Linked DNA regions of Sus scrofa: region 1 is linked to region 2. Evidence: chromatin contacts called from public promoter capture Hi-C data. All regions are on one chromosome and are shown on one strand. Each heading gives the region's core, a stretch centred on a gene start, on an enhancer-like site or on the middle of the called end of the contact. The rest is flanking DNA. Distances are from core to core; before and after follow the strand shown.

Evidence for each region. Promoter capture Hi-C pulls out the DNA fragments that hold promoters and counts their contacts.
Region 1: a promoter capture Hi-C map of liver shows a contact between it and region 2, with 4 times the contacts expected there. The contact joins the promoter of KDM1B here to the promoter of FAM8A1 in region 2. A contact is called at or near these places in 3 of 5 promoter capture datasets (fetal liver, fetal skeletal muscle and liver), 2 of 47 Hi-C or Micro-C datasets (embryonic fibroblasts and heart right ventricle) and 1 of 2 datasets of contacts at active chromatin or transcription factors (alveolar macrophages).

Annotation. Positions count from the first base shown.
Region 1 is chr7:13,844,569-13,848,730 of Sscrofa11.1, forward strand. It overlaps KDM1B (lysine-specific histone demethylase 1B), which reads left to right and starts at 1,715. Exons shown (of 22, transcript XM_001927844.5): 1 at 1,715-1,835; 2 at 2,158-2,198. It overlaps TPMT (thiopurine S-methyltransferase), which reads right to left and starts at 1,539. Exons shown (of 10, transcript NM_001243675.1): 1 at 1,412-1,539; 2 at 854-936.
Region 2 is chr7:13,376,790-13,381,364 of Sscrofa11.1, forward strand. It overlaps FAM8A1 (protein FAM8A1), which reads left to right and starts at 1,340. Exons shown (of 4, transcript XM_021100215.1): 1 at 1,340-2,190; 2 at 3,267-3,387. The coding sequence starts at 1,473.

The DNA.
Region 1 (4,162 bases), core at 465-2,964, 470 kb after region 2:
ATAACTGGATGATGTCTGACACTTTGTTCCTTTAAAAAAATTTTCTTTTACAAAGGGAACTGAGGTAAAAAGAGTGAATTTAACTGCAAATCTACCTGAAAGTATGAGGAAAATTCCTGTCTTTTCGATGTGAAATTTGTAATGCTAAGGACAATATAGCATAATAGTTCTAACATACCCTTTGAGTCATTAGTGAAACTAATTCAGTTTGAATTACACTGGCAGGCTATTCTTGGTGGAGTTAATTTAATGATTCATCCATAAGAACAGCACATAAAAGCAGTTATTCAAAGAGAAAAGTTCCCTTTATTGCAAAATTTGACTTCAGAGTGTTCGGGATTTAAGGAGAAAGCACTTCCCTTGGAATTGGGACACAAATTCACCTTCCAACAAACATTTGTTAACAAAAGTTTGCAAGGCCCTGAGGATGTCAGGACGTGATTTTTCTGAGAAGTCAGAAGGAAGTATCTGATTATATTGAGTACAGAAAAGCAAAAAAGAGTTGTACTTTTCCCATTTCCATTTTCAGCCAGAAACTTTGGAACCTGAACTTGTGCCTTCATAAGCCGTTCTCTACTTAAAACAAAAGGGAAGCATAATTTTATCACTGAGCCAGGGCAACCCACAATTGTTCAACTCTACCGCTCTTAGAGAAACTTGAAATATAGCTTAACATCACAAATATAGCTTAACATCACAAATATAACTTAATGACTTCTTAACTGTCCTCATAGCTTCTCAACGTACTGAACTTGTTCACGTCCTTTTCTGTAGAAATAAAAACATTTCTACAAAAAGATAAAAGAACCAAATCATAAGAATCGGGAAAGGCAAATTTCACAGTCATTCTTACCAGTACACGGAAATAGCTGATATGCTGGTTTGGTCACTCAAGTCCACCTTTGGGTGGACTCCCAAGTCTGGATTATTTCTCACCTTAAAAAAAAAAAAAGTTTCTGCTTCAGATTTACTTTAAGATTTTGATAAATTGAGGAATAACTTCCCTAAGGTGCACCACATTTTAAGAGTATGCCTCAGTGAATTTTTCCATATGCATACCCTATGCAATAACCATGGAGCAAGACAATTTTTACATCACCTCAATTCCCCCCACTGCCCCGCCCCCAGAGCGTCACTCACTATTCTGGCAAGTATTTATTTCTCTTTTCTTAAAATCACCAATATCCTATAATGCTTGAGGTCACTTTAATTATGTAACTCAGAAAGGTCATTCACTATCCGACCTCGTTATTCCCCCTTCCCATTCTGATCCCCGAGTCCATTTCTGGGCGCGGACTGCTGGGCTGCCCGCGCTTGTTAGGAAGCCCCATCCCGGCATCCGATCACGGGCTTACGTCTACCAAATCTTTCCAATGCTCATCACGCACTCTCGGCGATCAGAGGAGCCTACCTCGTGCGCGGTCCGCTGCCTTTGGCTGGTTCTGGCGCAGCGCGGGGCCACTACGGGTTGGGTCCAAGACCCTGGCTCAACCCCGCCCCCGGACCCGCCCCCGGACTCGCCCCGGGACTGCCCCTCTTGCGGCACACTGACTCCGCCCCCTTCCCCCTGCCGCCCGGGCTTGCGCAGCGGCGGAAATGGTCAGGGCGGGGCGAGTAGCGCAGCGAAGGCGAAGGCGGGGACCCCACTCCTCCCCGGTCCCTCCGGCTCCTCCCACCCGGGTCACGTCGTGACAGGGGCGGAAGCGGCGGCGGCGGCGGCCGAGCGGGGGCTGCGGCTCGCGGCGCGGATCCTGCGGTCCTGGGCGCGCGGCGCGCGGCTCGGGAGAGGCGCCGGCAGCCGGGGACGGCGCGCACTGTCTCGCCCGCGCTCGGAGGTGGGGGACACGCGGCTCCCGGGGCGGGCATGGGGGCGGTGGCGGATTTCGGGTGACAGCTCTGCACAAAGCAGCTTGGCCAGGGTGCAAGCTTTCATTCTGCCGCTGTACAGCGCTCCTGGCTAGGGTGGGAGGTGGATGGGTGCTCTAGGGGCTTATACCTCCCTCCCTGGATCGGAGCGGGGTGCGGCGTGGGGATCCCTGCCCGCGGAAGGGGGAATTCCCGGGCTGGGTTGTTACGGCGACGGGGTTCCCGGATTCATCGCTGCGTTGCGGGTCTCTCCTAATCCCCCTCCCCACAATGTTTCCTTTCTGTACACAGTGCCTTCTCCCCGTGACTCCTTGCACGCCTCCAGCGCAAAGGTGAGCCCCGGGAGGCTGTTGCTTCTCAGACTCCGGAGAGCAGACGAGAAAGCTTTTCGGAAAGCGAAGCAGCTGCAGGTTGCACTGGGAACGTTGAGACTCCCTCCTGGGGGCTGTCAGAGCCCTTTCACCTGGGGAGTAGGTGCTGCGGGGCGGGGGTGAGGGGACCCCCCAGTCCGGGAGTGGGAACTCCCTCGCTGTTGGTTCAGCTGAGAGCGTGGCGGCGAGGAGCTCGCACGGCCTCGCAGGTGTGGTTAGTTTTACTCCAGCGCGGCTACCACGCGTTGAGACGCTGTCGGCATTGCCAGGTTGCTGGGGTAACTCCTCTGGGACCCGGGACCCCGAGGGGGCGGCCCCGATTACGGTAGTTGTTAGTCAACAGCCTAGCAGCTGGCAGGTGAAAGAGGAAGGAAGAGGCCGGCCCAGCTGTAGCGAGATGGGGGTTCCTTGATCTGGAACTTAGCCAGATGGAGGCCCAGCCTTCCCTCGGGGGGCGTGCAGAAGTTCACAGACCACTCCATTTGAGGAGATCCGTCACTCCTGTGCACGCACAACTCAAGGCTCTTTCGCCTTTTTTTTTTTTTTTTTAAATCTATTTTAATGGAAGGAAGGCGAGTGGAAGAGAATTTCTTGAGGAGGTACATGAGAAAATGTCCATCAATAATTAATTGTCTTCCAGGCAGAGAAAGTAGTCAACAAAGCATTCAGGCAATTGAATTGGATCCACATTTCGGAAAATGCGATTGTTGTGGGAGCAATTTTAAGTGGCCCTAAGGAAAATTTTTATTCCTGTTGTCTTTGAAGAAGTTTCTAGTCGTTTATCCTATTTTGAGAAATTATGCTAATGCCACTGTAAATTTGTATTCCAGCGTGAAGTCCATTAGATTCATATTTTTATGAATCTTGTGTGTGTTTTTAAACACTTTTTTGGAATAAGCTTCTTCAGAAAAAAAATCCTAGGAATTGTTAAAGCAGAAATCTAGACATTGCTATTTCCGCTTGGTTACTTATGCCCCCCAAACCATTTTTTCTTTCTTTTGTCACATTAAAAGAAGACCAATGCTGTGAATTTAAAATTAGGAAGAAATTGCTCATAAAAGCATATTGAAACCTGAAACAAATTGATTTTATTTAAAGTTAGGTGTGTTTATTAATTTGAAGAACAAGGGGAAAGGCGCTTTCAGTATACTAGTTTGTTTTAATGACATTTTGGATCCTTATTTCTAAAATTATATTTAAAAGCGCAATTAAGTAATCCTTCCAACTTAATTTTTTTCCCTCCATTTTAAGTCCCAAGAACCCAGCAATAGTGAAAATATAGAAATTACAGTGTCAAAAAAGGATGAAGGCACATAACTTTTTTTCTTCCATTTTTTTCTTCCTTTTTTTTAATTACTCAAATGAATTTATCACATCTGTAGTTGTATAATAATCCATAACTGTTAATTGTGTAATTAAAGGAAACGTACTCCCCTAAAAATCTTCAATCATGTTTTCCCCAGACAACACAGATTTCTTAACGGCTTTTATAGCTAATGTTTTCATTTCCTCTTAACCATTTCTTGAATTGCATCATTCTTCATTGCAATTAAATGTTTTCAAGTATACAGTTGGATTAAAATGTTTGATGGAATTTCCAGAAACTATGCTTTCTTTTGAGAGTGCTTGCATTCCCAGGTACACAGTCAAGTGTTGCCTGAACCTGATTTTACTTATGTTCCTAAACCCCACATTAGGCTCAGATGTTTGCTGTAAGACTTAACACACGACACACATACACTTATTTACATAGGCTTTATTCATGGTTCATTGTATACTTATTTACATAGGCTTTATTCATGGTTCATTGTATGACTAATGTGGAATATATCTTTTATATAAAGAGATTTGTTAGATTGGAGAGCCTTTTGAAAATATAAATGTGATCCAGAAAGCCTTCGTTGTATATAACATTTGTAGGTGGA
Region 2 (4,575 bases), core at 90-2,589:
GCAAGTTTTATTGTTACAACTTCCTCACAGTTGATTTGTAAAACCACATTTGGAAGGATAACCTTTCTATCTATATGGGCTTTCTCATGTTTTGGATTCATATTGCACTGGTATTATCTTAAGTAGGTCTTCAAGTGTTTCATGAAAATGTCCCTTTAAACCAAACCCCTATATTAGCTTCCTAAGGGCTAAGGTTAAGCTTTTTTGTTTACTTCACCCACGGCATAGGGAAGTTCCAGGGCCAGGGACTGAATCCAAGCCACAGCTACGGCATCACGGGATCCTTAACCCACTGTGCCAGGCAGGGGACTGAATCTGCACTTCCCCAGTGATTCAAGCCACTGCATTCGGAATCCTTAACTCCTAAGACTTTTACTTTTATCTCCTAGAGCAAAGTCAATAATGATTCTGGGAATCCCTCTTAACAAATAGACCTACAGTATAGACCCACAGTACTAAGCCCCTGTAGATCTTTTGTATGGAACTGGGGATACAAAGACATATTTCTATCACTTAACCAACTTAAGGACATAGGAAAGTATATTAAAATATAAATACATAAGGTACCATATATAATTCAGAAGAAGAGGAAACCATGCCTGATCTGTGGTAGTGGGAGCAGATTCCAAAGCCCTGAGATATGGATAGGGCCCTGCCTTAACAGAAAATAAAGGAAAAGGCAGGTGCCAGAGGGCGAGACCGTGGGTCTGAGGAAAGGCACGGTTTTGCTGGCGTATCAGGCTTGTGTGTGCAGCACTGGAAAGTAGGATTTTAGGAACAGAAGTTAGCTCCAGAATCAAGACAGAGTCTAGCTCTTAAAGTAGCATAATCTCTTTCTTATTACAATGAAGATCGCTGCAGCTGAGTCGTACTATCCTGATACGTCTGTTTAGTTTGGTTATTAGTTTCTAATTCTCTTAGAGGATTGTCTCGTATCACCTTGCTGAGTACAAATGGGTGAGAACTACCTAATGGAATGAATGCAGACAGAAATACGCAACAAGCCCCGTGTCTAGTGATCAAGACAATCGCGTCTCCGTAATAGAAAGGGGGGCACACACCCTTGGGACTTCTCATAAATCCCCCTTTCTCCATCAGCTGTTTCTCCCGGGACAGCCCCAGTCCTCAGCCGGTGGGAATATCAAGAGAAGCCTCCGGCCTTAATTAAAAACGCAAGAGGTGTACGGGGCGTGGGTGTTGGCGGTGACAGTCTGGACCTACAACTAGTAAGCGCAGGACGCCCAATTCCAGTGTCAGCCTCCGAAGCCAGCTCGGGAACACGAAGGCCCACTTCCCTGCCCCGCCTCCTTGCCCCGCCCCGCGCCGGCGACGCGGAAGGGGGGGTTTCCGCTTCCGGTGGTGGATTGTTGACGCTCGCGGCTGCTGCGGTGGCTACGGGGCCGTTGGGGAGGGGCAAGCGGGGCAGGAGACGGCGCAGTGACAGGACCGCTGAGGGTGCTGCTGAGGCGACGATGGCAGAGGGGCCGGAGGAAGCTCGAGGCCGCCCTCCTGGGCAGGACGACGGCGGAGGGGACCACGAGCCCGTCCCTGCCCTGAGAGGCCTTCCTGCTGCCGCCGCCCCACGCCCCCGAGACGGGCCGCAGGCCGAACCCCAGGCCCCGGGCCGGCCCCCAGCCTCGGGCCTCGCGGCCGCCGCCAAGACCTCGGAGCCGGCGCGCGAGCCCGGGAATCGCGGGGAGGCGGGCTCGGGCTCCGGCTCGGGAATGCAGGCGCCGGCAGGCTGCGAGGCACCCGAGGCCGGGGCGCCGCGGGAGAGGCCGGCGCGGCTGAGCGCCCGCGAGTACTCCCGGCAGGTGCACGAGTGGCTGTGGCAGTCTTATTGCGGCTACCTCACCTGGCACAGCGGCCTGGCCGCCTTCCCCGCCTACTGCAGCCCCCAGCCGCCCGCGCCGAACTACAGCTCGGGCGCCGCCGCCGCTGCCGCCGCCGCCCCTCAGACCGCCGCGCCGCCGCCCCTCCAGCTGGGCTACTACAACCCCTTCTACTTCCTGAGCGCCGCGGCGGCCCGGCCTGAGCCGGGGGCAGCCGCCGGCGTTGCCACTCCCGCCCCGGTCGGTGGCCCGGGAGGCCGCGCCCCTCACGTGCAGCCTTCGGCCCGGGCAGCCCCAGTGGCCAGGGTAGCATCCGCCGCCGCTTCGCGAGCCCCGAGCGAGACTGGGCGGCAGGCAGGTGAGAAGGCTCTTCAGGGAAGGACCTGGGGGTAGAGCCGGCGCGGTTGTTTCTCGTCCGTCAGCTGGGGTTGGCCCAGGCCTTCTGTTCCCCAAGTGTACAGCCAGGTTCTAGTTTGCTTTTTCTTTAGACCTGGCGGTCTCAGTTGACTCCTGGGACTAATCGTTCACACGTGTAAAGACCATTCTCTTACTTTGATCTCCATGCTCTGGAGTGAGGTCCAAAGCTTAGTTCTCGGATGGCAAAGTTCACCATGGAGGGAGGAGGAGTTTTGACTGGTAATGCTGGAAATAACCCAGACATGGCTTTATTATATATATTACCCAGCATATGATAACATAGGTGAAATATATATAATTAATAGCGCTTGTGTGTATTAGGGACAACGGAACTGATGGATAATAAGATTTACACGAATCCAAATGGAGTTACAACCTTTGGGCCTTGGCTTAATCTTGTAGATTGTTTACTTCTGTTTGGGAATTAGAATACTTTTAATTATTTACACTTTTTAGTTTATTATTTAGACTTTTTATTTTAATTCAACCACAGATAATATGGGACAGACCTAGTTGCTGGAATTTGCAAGCTCCCTGGGAATCATTGGGTTTGTTACATAGAAAGCAAGACAAACTAAATGAATAAGGGTGAGATGAGGAGCACAGGGATTTACTTTGTACTAATTGTCTAAACTTAACCTTGATATTTTGCTAACAGATATTTAATTTTGTGTCATAGTCTTGCAACCACCTGGATTCTGCCCATTTGAATCCCTAGTGAAATGTATTGAGTACCTTCAGTAGTGAAATTTATCTGTGAAGTCATTTTGAAACAGTAAGGGGGTAAAAACAATTTTAAACTGCTCAGTTAAGTAGTGAAGTGGTGTTGCTGTATTATTAAAATAATAACATGCCTTATTGGAGTCAATTTCAACAAATGTTGCAAAAGTTATAATTTTTTTTTTTTTAATCAGCAAGTTGTACCTTTATACTCCTCATTCATTTCCTAACTTGGGTTCCAAGGTCTGTGCGCAATGACTAGTTTTCCTAATTTTTTTCTTTTTTTTTAATTTACAGGCAGAGAGTATGTTATTCCATCCTTGGCCCACAGATTTATGGCAGAGATGGTGGATTTCTTTATTCTCTTCTTTATAAAAGCAACCATTGTCTTAACCATTATGCACCTCAGTGGAATAAAGTAAGTTAAGGCCATTTGCAGAAAGGTTTTAATGTCTAGAGATCTTGCTTTAGTTCTTTTCATGCCTGCTTGCGACCATATGGATAATTTGTGTGCCATTAACAATTTCATTATAGGAGCTTTGTCAGGTTTATTTTCTTGTTGGTTTTAAGAAATAACTACAAAAGGGAGAACAAGACGTAATAAATTCTGTAAGGTGTGGGGGAATTTTACCTATCAAGACTAAGTAAAAGGAACCTGCAAACCTGAATTTGAATTTATTCACTGTTTTCTTAAGCCAGTTACTAATTTGTCTCTTACAGTCATGTTCAGAGTGGAGTATCTAAAGACCAAGGCATAAAGAGTTTTTAGTAGATGAACTATTAAATAATCAGCGAGGTAGCACTTGCAAATGGGGTTGCTTATACTGTCAGACAAGTTCCCAGTAAATTGAAAGTGAGCCATTTATCTGAATAATCTTCCTTTCAGATTAGTAATCTTAATAGCAGTTATCACTTCCTAAGCACTTTCTATAGGCTAGACTTCATATGGATTCTTAATTTTATTGGAGTATAGCAGACTCACAATGTTATGTTACTTTCAGGTGTACAGCAAAGTGAATCAGTTATACATTCATTCCTCTTCAGATTTTTTCCCATATAGTTTATTACAGAATATTGAATAGATTTCCCTGTGCTATGCAGTAGGCCCTTGTTAGTTAGTTATTTTATATATAGTAATGTGTATATGTGAATCCCAAACTCCTACTTTATTCCTTCCCCAGTGTTTTCCCTTTGGTAACCATAAGTTTGTTTTCAAAGTCTGTGAGTCTGTTTCTGTTTTGTAAATAAGTTCTCTTGAATCATTTTTAAAATTAGATTCCACATATGAGTTTTATCATATGATACTTGTCTTTCTCTGTCTTAGTGTGATAAACCTCTAGATCAATCTTGGATTACTTAATCTTGCCACCACTGTGTAATAGAGGTTAAAAACCTCCATTTTATAGAAAACTGAAATTCTTCCAGAAGTTAAACTCAGCATTTACCAAGTTACAAAGGTAGTAAGTTTGACTGTCAAGGTCAAACCTTTGTAGTTATTTAAATTTCAGGGCCCTTTCCGGGAACTTGAATATTAATCTGATTCTTCCCTGTCTCCCTCCCTATGGGCTAAACATCCAGTCAGCACCTACCACCTCCTTTCTGTTCA